Linked DNA regions of Capsicum annuum: region 1 is linked to region 2. Evidence: chromatin contacts called from public Hi-C data. All regions are on one chromosome and are shown on one strand. The core of a region is the stretch at or near the end of the contact, and the rest is flanking DNA. Distances in the headings are between cores, read along the strand shown. Region 1 holds the start of LOC107875252 (non-specific phospholipase C2). Region 2 overlaps LOC124886547 (a long non-coding RNA gene).

Region 1 (5,644 bases), core at 2,754-5,253, 140 kb before region 2:
CAAAACATGTGGAGCTAGATTGTCATTTCGTCCGGCAACAATTTTTTTTTGGGCTCATTTCTCTTCATTATCTCCCTTCAAAGGATCAACTTGCCGACATATTCACAAAATTCTTTTCTGGACCATCGTACTACCGCTTTCTTGCCAAGATGGGATTCACTTCGATCCCCTCCATCTTGAGAGGGGATGTTGAGAATAAAGAAAAAATATCAAGACAAGATACAAGTGTTTAGATATTTCTTTTGTTGTTTTATTAATTAGCTTTGTGTTTTTATTATTTAGCTTCTTGCACAAGATACATGTGTTTTTATTATTTAGTTTCTTGCATAAGATACATGTATATATATACATTGGTTCACACATAATAAAGATCATCAAGAAAATTTCCCAAAGTTGGTTCTAATTTTTCTACAATCCCAAAATTAGTTATTCCAAAAATAGTTATTTCACAATATATATGGAATAACTTATCTCATCACTATGGTGACAGGATAAATAATTCTGATACTAACTAATACCTCACATCAAATATAGAATAAAATAGTCTTTTATTATTATTTCATAGTTATTTATCCTTATACTCACGCCAAACGACCCCTTAAAGTTAATTGTTATGATTTGTCATTCTTTTTCTGTAATTTTTAAATATATAAATTTTATTTATAAATTTACTATCAAATTTTAAAATTTTCAATTGTGTCTGGTATGTCTCTACTCTGGGATTAGCAACGGGATGGGATAGTCTGCTATGGATCTACCGTCCTTTTGTAATGTTTACTTAGTAGTTAATAAAATTATTAATTGTCAAAAAAAATATATATATGAGAAAAATTGCACATCATATAATTTTTAAATATAAAATTTAATTATAAAACATTAATATTAAGTCCCAACAATCAGTAAGTGTCACAAAGAGGGGGGAGGGGGAGTTGAGATATTTTGATAAAATAAAAATTTTTTTTACAAAAAGTTAAAAATCGATTAAAGAAAACAAAAAGGGAGATGCTGACACCTCCAGTTTTTTAACTTTTTGAATTAATTTTTTTTTTTTAAATTTGATCAAGATATTTATTTTTTATTCTTTATATTTTTCTTTAATTCTAATAATACTCCAATTTTACTGCCCTTAAACATATTGTTTTTCTTTCTTTTTCTCTTTATCGTTTTTCTCCGTCTCTTCCTTCCAGTTTCCTCGTCATCTTTCTCCGATGTTTTTGAATTATTGCAATTAAAAATTATATATAATTTAATTTATTAACATCTTTAAGGACATTTAAATCATTTTAACAACAAAAGAAATACTTATCAACACTAATTTACTAAATATATCAATAATTTTTTCCAATTTCAATACTTTTATTCAAACACTTATCTATTTAATTTATAAATACTTATTTCAACCTTCAAGCACATAAACTAAAAAAAATATTTATATTCAAACAAGCTCTTAGCATTATTACTTTTGAAAGTGAGGTCATAAGGACGAAACTTTCCTGCATACTTGCGCTTTCTTAATAAATTCAAATTAAAACCGAATCGCCGGAATATTCTAAAATTTATTCCAACATCGGGCAGTTCTTGAAGATCGTTCTCTGTAAATAACCTTTGGCTAATAGCGATGTGATGTTTGAGGTGGCGTCGTGGACATATTTCCAATTTTTGATAATCAAATTATGTGTCTTTTTATATCTTATAATTATAATTTTTTTCGTATAATTTTTTTATTACACATATTTTATAATATTTTTTCGTGTTTGAATATAAGTATTTCAAATTCAAAATATTAATTAAGTTGATTCTCGAAAAATAAAAAATTGACAAATTTGACATGCATACCTGGTAACTTTCCTGATCTGGCATCATTTTTGAATGTGATATCATAAGGATGAAACTTTCCTACATACTTGAGCTTTCTCAAATTCAAGTAAAACAGAGTCGCAGGAATATTCTGATAGTATATTCCAAAATCTATTCCGGCATCATCTAAGTTCTCAAAGATCGTTCTCTGTGGATAACCTTTTGCTAATAGCGATGCAATGTTTGATGTAGCACCGTGAGATGTGGCTGAGTGAACGTAGAGACGATTGGGTTGAGTCGATGCGGGCACCGACGCAAACCATCGGTCGAATACCGCAAATTCCGATACTAGTGTTTTGTATACAGCCACCTGAAAGAAAAAAAATGCATGCAATAAATAACTAAATAGATAATTATATGTAAATTTTTTACAAATATTAAGTACAATAATAATTGATTATATTAAATGGTAATTAAGCTATTACGCTCTATTAAGTTAACTTCACTATTACACTTTGTCTAATTGGTTGTCACATATTATTTCATATATAATGTATTGTAGTATCGAGTTATATTGTCTTATATTGTACTACTATTATTTAGATGAACTATATAGTTGGATAGATTATATTATTTTCCATCGTTTCATAATGCCACCCATCGTCCAAGAAAAATAAAGTATAGGGGTAAAGCTAATTAAAAGGTAGAGAGAATGATAGCGACTCGATCACACCCAAATTGATCATTATATAAAATATTTTTTTATCGTTATAAATTCATCACGAATTTACATAACAATCAAAACAAATATTGTTATGCGAAAATGTCTGGTACATTATTAGTGAAAGAAAAAGTTAAAATTCACTAAACAACTGTCATCTTTTATTATTAATTATCAACTCAATAAAAAACTCAATAATATAAGGTTAACTGTAACAAACACAACTGTCTAGTACATATTTGGCAGCTACTCATTCTAGAGTATCATACACAAGCATATTATTCAAACTCAATAGAGAGAGAAACACAAACGTCATAATCCTAAAGAATGTTTTCACATATCTAACATTATTCTCCGGATTATACTGATTTATTTATGAAATTCTAAAAATATTTATGCCAAATTATTAAGAAATAATTAAAAAGCTATTCGTATCGGTTAAACAAAAAAGTGGATCACTTTTAGTGGTTGATTAAAATAAATATGTTTTTATTTTTCTAAAAAAAAATTGGCTTAAAATTTTTTTCATGTCAGTCATATCTCCCGTAAATATCACTTGAATTGATTCTTTATGTGTGTTGTACCAATAGTCGAGTAAATTTTTTGTTACGAAATAAAACTGAATGACTTTCTGAGATAAGTACGATTAATTGAGTGACTATTATATTACAAAATAAAATTGAATAAGTTTTATAAATAAAAATTATTAATTGAGTGGTCATATAAAAAATTAACTGATGAATTACGAATAAATAGCAGATATTTTAAAGATTATGGGATTAAGAACAGAAGAGTGATAGTAGTGGATAGTGGTATACGAGTAGATTTGAGCCCAGAATATGAAGTCGTTTATTACAGAAATTATTTTTTACATTCAAAGTAAAAATTTTAAACAGATACCAAATACCGAAGTCCGAACAGAAACTTACCATATCGGGTTGGAAACCATTCATGACCTGATCAGGCATATTAGAATCCATAGAAAGAGCTTGTTGAACAAATCCATTCATTGCTGGTTTTCTTGTACTATCATTTGACCCAAATATTTGCTCTCTTATTGCTTGAAATGAATGTCCCGGATCTGGATCAACATAATGTGACCCGTCCCTGAAGAAAATCTTTCGGGAATTCAGGTCACTCGTTGAAATCGGGTTGGATTCTGATCCGTCTACCCCATTGATTTTCGGGTTCAACTTCTTCATCCATCCTAACATGTGGTCGAATGACCTGTTCTCCATTACTAGAACCACCACCGTCTTTATTGGGCTGCTAGAGTCAGCAGCAACCCAATTATGGTGGTGGTTCACTATTAGAATTAGAAAAACTAATGGAGTTGTGGATGACATTGTGAGTGTGATGTTGTTTGGGTTGGGGGTGGGGGGTATCAAAGACAGTAATGTGGTCTCGTGAAGCTGAATTTTATAGAGCACCTGTGGGGAGCGGAGTGGAGTGGGGGATGGTGGGATTTGGACAGTTACACGTTTGTATGTATTTGTTTTCTTGCTTTGTTAGCTGGGAAACACAAATATCTTATTTAATGTAGTCACTAAATAGTGTGATTTGAGTAGATACAATAAGATTTTATTTTTAATTAGAGTTTTTAAGTTTGTGTGAGACTGTCTATATTATGTAGGACACATATATTTGTTTATTTAATTTTATAAAATTTATGCATATTTAAAATTGAAAGACGTGTAAGTGTCGATGGAGACTATATTAACGTACATACTTATGTTTTATGCCTTTTTTAAGTTCAAATTTAAAAATGAAGAAACTTTCCATCGTGGAGGATTTTTTCTTTATCACTTCAAATCAAATCTTATGTAGGCAAAATTATAATTAATTGAATTGCATGGCGTAAAGAATTGGATTTTGAGTTTGTTTCTAGTTCAAAAGTTAGTTCATGAGCCAAAAAGATCACCGCACATGAATTTTCATTCGGCGTGAGTAAACCAAAAATGACAAAATAAAACCCTCATCTTCTTTACTACTAAATGATTTTTCCCAGTAAAGATTAATGGTACGTTATGGACATAGTGGTAAAGTATAAAAAAGAAGATAAAATTAGGCCAGCGTGGAAGGGCATTTATGGCTTGGTGATAATAATTAGTTTTTCGGCAAAGGATGGGGATGCATTTAAATGTGACATTTTTATTAATTATCTTTCTTGTCAAATTCAATAAATGTCATATTATAATTCAAGTTAAATATTATATTTATTCATTTATTGAGTTAAGACTTTATATTTTAAATACATAATGAAATTAAAAATATTTTTTTCTTTTTGATTTCCCAAGATATTCCCATAGACGGCAGCCGTAAGACTAATTCTTCGTTCGTCGGTCAAGAAATTAAAAATATTTAAATTAATCTTAAGATAATGTTTGCATTTAAAATTTAAAATATTTGTCATTTATACAAAGTACCCTAGTAGATTTTACTGTAATATTTTTCTAAAAGAGGATTTATCCTTGAATTCAAATTTATGTTTTTTTTATCCCAATATTAAGAATTAGGTGATTGAATCACTACAAATACCATAAAATACTACAAATATAAAATCAAGGGAAAAGGGTCAAATTTATTTTTCTACTTTGATAGGCTAAATATACCCTTCTTCATATTTTGAAGTTAAATTTATACTCATTGTTATATTTTGGTGTCAAATTTATCTTTTTACTTTTAAAAATTGAATATATCCTTTATCATATTTTGGATCAAATTTATCCTCGATGTCATATTTTGGGGTCATATTTATTGTCGTTGTTAAGAAATTTTTCACATGTGTCCTTCCTTTAATAGAAAAGCTCAAATCAACATTAAATGACCTATTTTTTAAAAATAAAATACACTTTAATCTAATTCGTCCGATCCAACTCGAGACAAAAAAGGTCACAAGCAAATATAACCCCTTTACTCTCAGTTTTATTGGTCGAACTTTCTTAACGAAAAAATATACTTCTTTCTCAGCATCCAATAACATTGATAGGTTGTTTACAAATGAACAAAAAGTAGAATGAAATAGGTTAACGCAGAAGCATGGAACTAGAGAAAATGTCTATTATAAACTCTGCTTTTATTCAGTTATGTTCAAATTTTAAAATTTTAGTATTTAATTTTATGTGT
Region 2 (5,808 bases), core at 1,780-4,279:
AGGAGCATGGTCAGACCCAATCCTAGCTAAATGTTGTAAATCAGTATTACCAAACACATCTTGAAAATTATAATTTACCACTACTTTGTCTAATCTCTTGAAAATGCAAGCTTCATCAGCTCTTCTATTCCACCAAGTAAAAGGACTAACAGTGAAAGGAACATCAAATAATTCACAAGAATTAATGCAAAATCCTCATATTCTTGTGGGTACACAGGTAGTCCCCCAATCTTCTTCTCTTCACTCAATTACATTAAAATCTCCCCCAACTAGCCAAGGAGTTTGAATATCTTGTCCCAGATTGTAAATATCATTACAGAGCCTCAGTCTCTCCATGGCAGCACATTTAGCATACACTATAGTAGTGAGAAGCGTTTTCCATCATTAAATATGAGTTGTAGAGTTAATTGGTGATCTAAATCTGAAATTAGTTCCACCTGAATATGATCTTGTATGAAAACCCAAATCTGTGTATTTTGATTATAGTTAACATACTGCATACGCAGTATTCTCTTATATCTTGGAATTTGTCTGGTATCATGAAATGGTTCTATTAGTGCGATAAGACAAAATTTGTGATGTCTATAAATGAAAGGCATTTTGAGTTCTCACAGATCAAATATTCCAAATGAGAGCTTTATATTTCATTTGGTAGAGATTTTTCCCCGCTTCTTGTTACCATCCTTGATGACTTATTTTTTGTGCCTCCTTTATTTTGGCCTTTCTTCTCTTTCATATGTTGCTATACAGATATTCCTACTTTATTTCATGTTTTCATTAAGTCACTCTTATTTTTATCTTCTTTTTTATCTTCAATTGCAGGTTCAGCTTTAGGTATTGCATTGTTACATGTATTATTCTGAAGTACTTTATGAGACATTATCTCCTGCAACTCACGCATCGAGGATGAATTGAATGCCTTTGTTGTCAGAGATAATGATAACTCAGAGCTTTCACCTCTATCCAATGGCTTTTTTTTCACCTAAGATCATTTAAAATAGTTCATGATATCTAGCTTCAACTAATTCCTTCATCTACAAGAGTTCTTAATCCACTTCATGGCTAACCAAAGATACATCATCCATAATCTATTGATTTTTGTTTGAAGATGTGGTTCTTGGAAACTCTATCAAGTTACATTTGTTACCCCTAGTGTGATGCTCCTTCATTATACCTTTTTGATTATCATTCTTCAGTTTGTCATTTGAATTAGACAATGCTAAAGCTAGTTGTTGATCTTTCTGTTGGGACTTACCTTGTTGATATTCTTGTTCATTTTGTGGAGCAAATTCATATTCCGCTTCTTCCTTATTTTGATAAGTTTCTACTGTGCTGAATTCTTTTATATGATGATTGGCAAATGCCTTGAGGATTTATTCTTTGGTGGAAGAGTGATATTACGCCTGAGTAGACTTTTGTTTCATACTTTCATTCATATGTTGTTAATGTACGTTTTGCCGGCATGCTGCATCTTTTTTTTTCACCTCAGACGTGTTCTCATTAATTTTATCTATCAAAATCTTTGTATTAACTTATTTTTCTGGTGTGCTTGACCCTTTACTATTTGTTGCTTTAGAAATATCTCCTTGTGAATGAATTTGTGTTTTATCTACACCATACTGACTTTTCTTATCTATATTCCTTTGTTAAACCTCTGTAACTTTCTCCTCATCCGCTAGTGCAGTAAAAACATTGCTAATGTTAGTTGTTTTGGTTGGAGAAACTGCTTTATCATTAAACTGAACAGGTGCATTCTTATCATATACAAACCTCCTATGTGTAGGATTCCATTGCCTTCTCTAGAACTTACTGTTGTCCCTTCAAACCTCTGTGGTCGCTTTATTATCCATCTTCTTTTCATGATTTTCCTCAGAAACACTAGGTTTCTTATCTTTCAATTCTAGATGCAACATTCTATAATTTTGTTCATCATGCCCTTGAATTTTTCACCCCCTACAATACTTAGGGATTATACCATATTGGATTTTAATCCATTCCACTCTTGACTCATTAGTGGTTGGATTGATAATTTCCATCTCCACAAACTTTGGAAATTATAATAATAGATCAATTTGCACCTAAATTGACACGACCCAAAACAGGGCTATGTCGTATGGGCACCTCAATCCCACATGAACCGGAGTTTGCCCGATAACCCATCACAATCATCACATCAATCACATGGCTCGGGTGGATCCCAACCATATAATGAGATAGAAGAAAACACTACAAGTCTTAACTTAAACATGTCTAAATGCTTCATTAGATTCATCACACTAACCAATATTCCCAAGTCCACAGTCATCGACAATACCTCTATACAAACCAAAGTTTAGAAATGTATATGTCGTGACAATCCCCCGACAATAGCCAAACCAGTCAAAACAAGACTAAGTCTAAAGATAGGAAACCAAGAAAGAATGTCTTCTGAAGTAAGGAAGCTCACCACTCCTAAGTCAATGCACGAACCGCTTCGATTGCCTAATCACTGTGTAGAAAGAGAAGAAGATACTCTGGCCCCTATGTTACATGGGGACATAGCATTCGGAGACGGTTAGCGGTTAGAACGTTAGTATGTAACTCAATGATAAGAATAAAATAGCATCATCATTCAATAACAAGTTAATATATATATCATATACAACCACATTCATAACCTTATCCATACATATAGACACATCACATGCTAACCAAGGGACAAGTCTTATCAACACTTTGGAAGCACTCATTCGTCATAAATGCAATGAAGGACTCCAAACTTCCACACTTATAGATTCAAAAAAATTTCATTAGGAATAGGACTTTAACTATATTCATATATCATCAAGTAAAGAACTCTAACCACATACACATCCATTTAAGTGAGGGACTCTAACCACTCACACACATTCATATAAGTGAGGGACTCTAACCACTTACTTGTTCACACATTAGGAAAGGGACGCTAACCTCATGCCACATTAGATAGGGGACTCTAACCCCAAGTTAATTTATTTGGCAAGGCACTTCGATCCCATGAGATCTCATTATGCAAGGGACTTTAACCACAAGCGATCTCATTAAGCAAGGGACTTTAACCTCAAGCCATTACATCTATCATTAGTCGATATTGGGACTCCAACCCTTTGTCCATGCATCCATTTACATTCAATTCCACACATAAGGACTTTAACCCATTTAGCCAATTCAACACCATACACGATCACATGGTCCTCATGGGAGCCTTCATTGCTCAACCATTTTAATAGGCAAATGCCTTAATTCAACTCATCATACAATTCAAACTATGGTCCTCAAGACCCTTACGGGCCATTCACACTTCATTAGCAATTTATACCATAATTTAGTTCAACACACAATTCAAGTTCATTTTCATGTTAGGGACTTTAACCCCCTTCTTATTCATCAAATCATCAAGGTCATAAGTTACATAATACATGGATCACTTTACCTTCACAATATCATTTATCAAGAATCCATACATATTGGGCCATTGACCTAGTTCAAAGCATCATCATCATGTAACTAGACATCTCACTTAGACATTTTCACAAACACCTTGTGTACGTGCCTTTACCAAGGCTAATTTTATGGTAGATATTATCAAGACTAGGGTTACTCAATACCCACATGTTATACCACATACAACAAGCATTCATGTGTGCAAACTACCATCAATAACATGTATAAACATAAGTCTAAGCAAAAATCATAATTATTCATCATTAAGCAACAAAACCCTTTTCATATGATTTCAAAACCAACATGTACACTTACTAATCCAAGTGTGAAATACATGGGTTTAGAGTTATTTAGCAAGGGTAAGAGGTACATTCTTTAAACAAGATGAATCACCAAGAATATTGACTCCCTTTTGCCTCTTAATGACCACTCTTGAAACTCTAGCCTCCAATTTTTCAAAGATAAGCTTGAGAGAGTATTTAGGGTATTTGATTCATCAAAATGGATGTTTATGAGGCTAAACACACTTATATAATGAGAGGGTTTAGGGTTTTATACATGGTAAATAACCACAAGGCCCTTAGTTAAAAGATGAAAATTGACCCCGTCCAAGGGAACGACTCACTTAAGTAGTCGTACCCGAGGGTACGAGTGGTACCCTGACTCGTACCTAGGTTTCTCCTAGGTCACACACACTGTTAAGGATACGACCATGCATAACCCTAACTCGTATGCTCCACTCGTAACAAAATTAGTCTATTCCAAGCTAAGACCTTACCCCATACGAGTTACCTAGGTACGACTCATATCCTTAGGTACGATTGAGGGGAGGTTCACTTGTACCTAGGATAATGAGTGACCCTCACCACACTTCCTAGAGTAAGATAAGGGAGGATAAGAAGGATACGGCTCGTATCCAAGGGGTACGACTCAAGCCCCTAGTCGTACCCACCCCAGTGACACCGAAAGATGAAGTTTTTCAATGGTTCTAAGTCTAGGTATTTCATTAATCCTAGCACAACTAGGTATCATCTTATTAATAGTAGTTGAATCTAGCTAAAGAGTTTTACCGACTGCTGAGGCAATATAAAACAGTTATTCCTTCACAAAGAAAGTAGGCTTCAAATCCAGAAAAGATATCATGCCAATATTTGAGTAGTCTCCTCCTTTACTTTAAATTTAGCATCATAAATTAGGAGTCGCTTCGGATAGAAAATGCCTTCTTTATCCAAAAAATAGTATACATTCTTGGATAACATGTTAACAAAGTCCTTTTCTCTATCAAACCTAATCAAGATATGTCTATTCATCAATAGGCTGATAGTTGCAATATCCCTTAACTTTGCATTGTTTGGTATTTTAGACCGATGTTCATTCATTTCAGACCAACCATAAGAGAACTTACTAACTACCGCATATCGGAATTTCTCCATAATATTCATTCTATTAACCTCATCTTCAGTCCGTTGTCCGTTGCACTCTGGGAATTTCATTATTGTATGACAACTTCTTCACAGGAATTGGTTCAATTATTTGTACAAAAAGATGATTATCTATAGGAGCTTTAAATGATGAGACAAAATTGCCTGTTGCAACCATGTTAGGCAAAATATTAGGCTCGGTAGGCAAACTAGGATTTGATGACTCAATTTTTGACAGGAAAAGAGGAGGAAAATCTATTGAAGATTAAAGTGAGGTGGACTGGTCAGCGATAGAAATAGGCTGACCAGCGGCCATGGTGGCCATTTGCAGTGGCTTAGTGGTTTATCTTAGGTAAGCATCTATCATGAGGGTTCTGCGGTGTCTTATTTTAAAGAAAGATAAATATCTTTTGTGTTAATTAATAATAATATGCCTATCATCATCATTAATCCTATTTTTGAATTTGGCCCTGATTTTTCTCTTTAAGCATATATAACAAAGGCTTAAGTCATCTGTAACCCCTTAAAAGTTGTCTACATAATTCACTTAGATGCTTCAACTTGACTTTGTACCTATTGAATACTTCAATTATTAAAAATAATTACCTATTAAAACACCTTTGGCTGATAATACACATCTAAGACACACGTGAAGTCAAGAAAATTTATTTACGATCCAATCAAAAAATGACATGTCGACAAATAAAAAAATAAAAATCTTTGGCATTGTCTTCTCCAAGGTAATATTTTCTCCAAATCTCCAACTCCACACCACCTAATACTGTGCATTTTCTCTCCGGGAAAATCCCCTGGCCACGTCCACATTAATCCTATATCTCATTCTTTCTTCTTCATTTATTCTTCCTACTATCGTTTTGTCATCACCAATGTCGTTGTCGTTGCTATCTTTTTGGGGAGATATATA

The links. A called contact is a pair of places that touch in the nucleus more often than the background predicts.
Region 1: a Hi-C map of leaf shows a contact between it and region 2, with 2.2 times the contacts expected there. The contact joins the promoter of LOC107875252 here to the enhancer-like site in region 2. A contact is called at or near these places in 2 of 5 Hi-C or Micro-C datasets (leaf and placenta).

The regions. Positions count from the first base shown.
Region 1 is chr1:58,309,566-58,315,209 of UCD10Xv1.1, reverse strand. LOC107875252 (non-specific phospholipase C2) reads right to left here and starts at 4,003. Exons shown (of 4, transcript XM_047395411.1): 1 at 3,448-4,003; 2 at 1,837-2,167. The coding sequence starts at 3,864.
Region 2 is chr1:58,167,817-58,173,624 of UCD10Xv1.1, reverse strand. It overlaps LOC124886547 (a long non-coding RNA gene), which reads left to right. Exons shown (of 2, transcript XR_007043904.1): 1 at 1-217; 2 at 823-1,373. Among protein-coding and RNA genes, the nearest start is that of LOC124886547, 3.8 kb to the left of the region's middle. Within about 2 kb of position 3,029, at least 1 of the 5 cell types and tissues checked has an H3K27ac peak or open chromatin away from gene starts, as enhancers often do. A contact at or near this core is called in leaf, where this site is marked.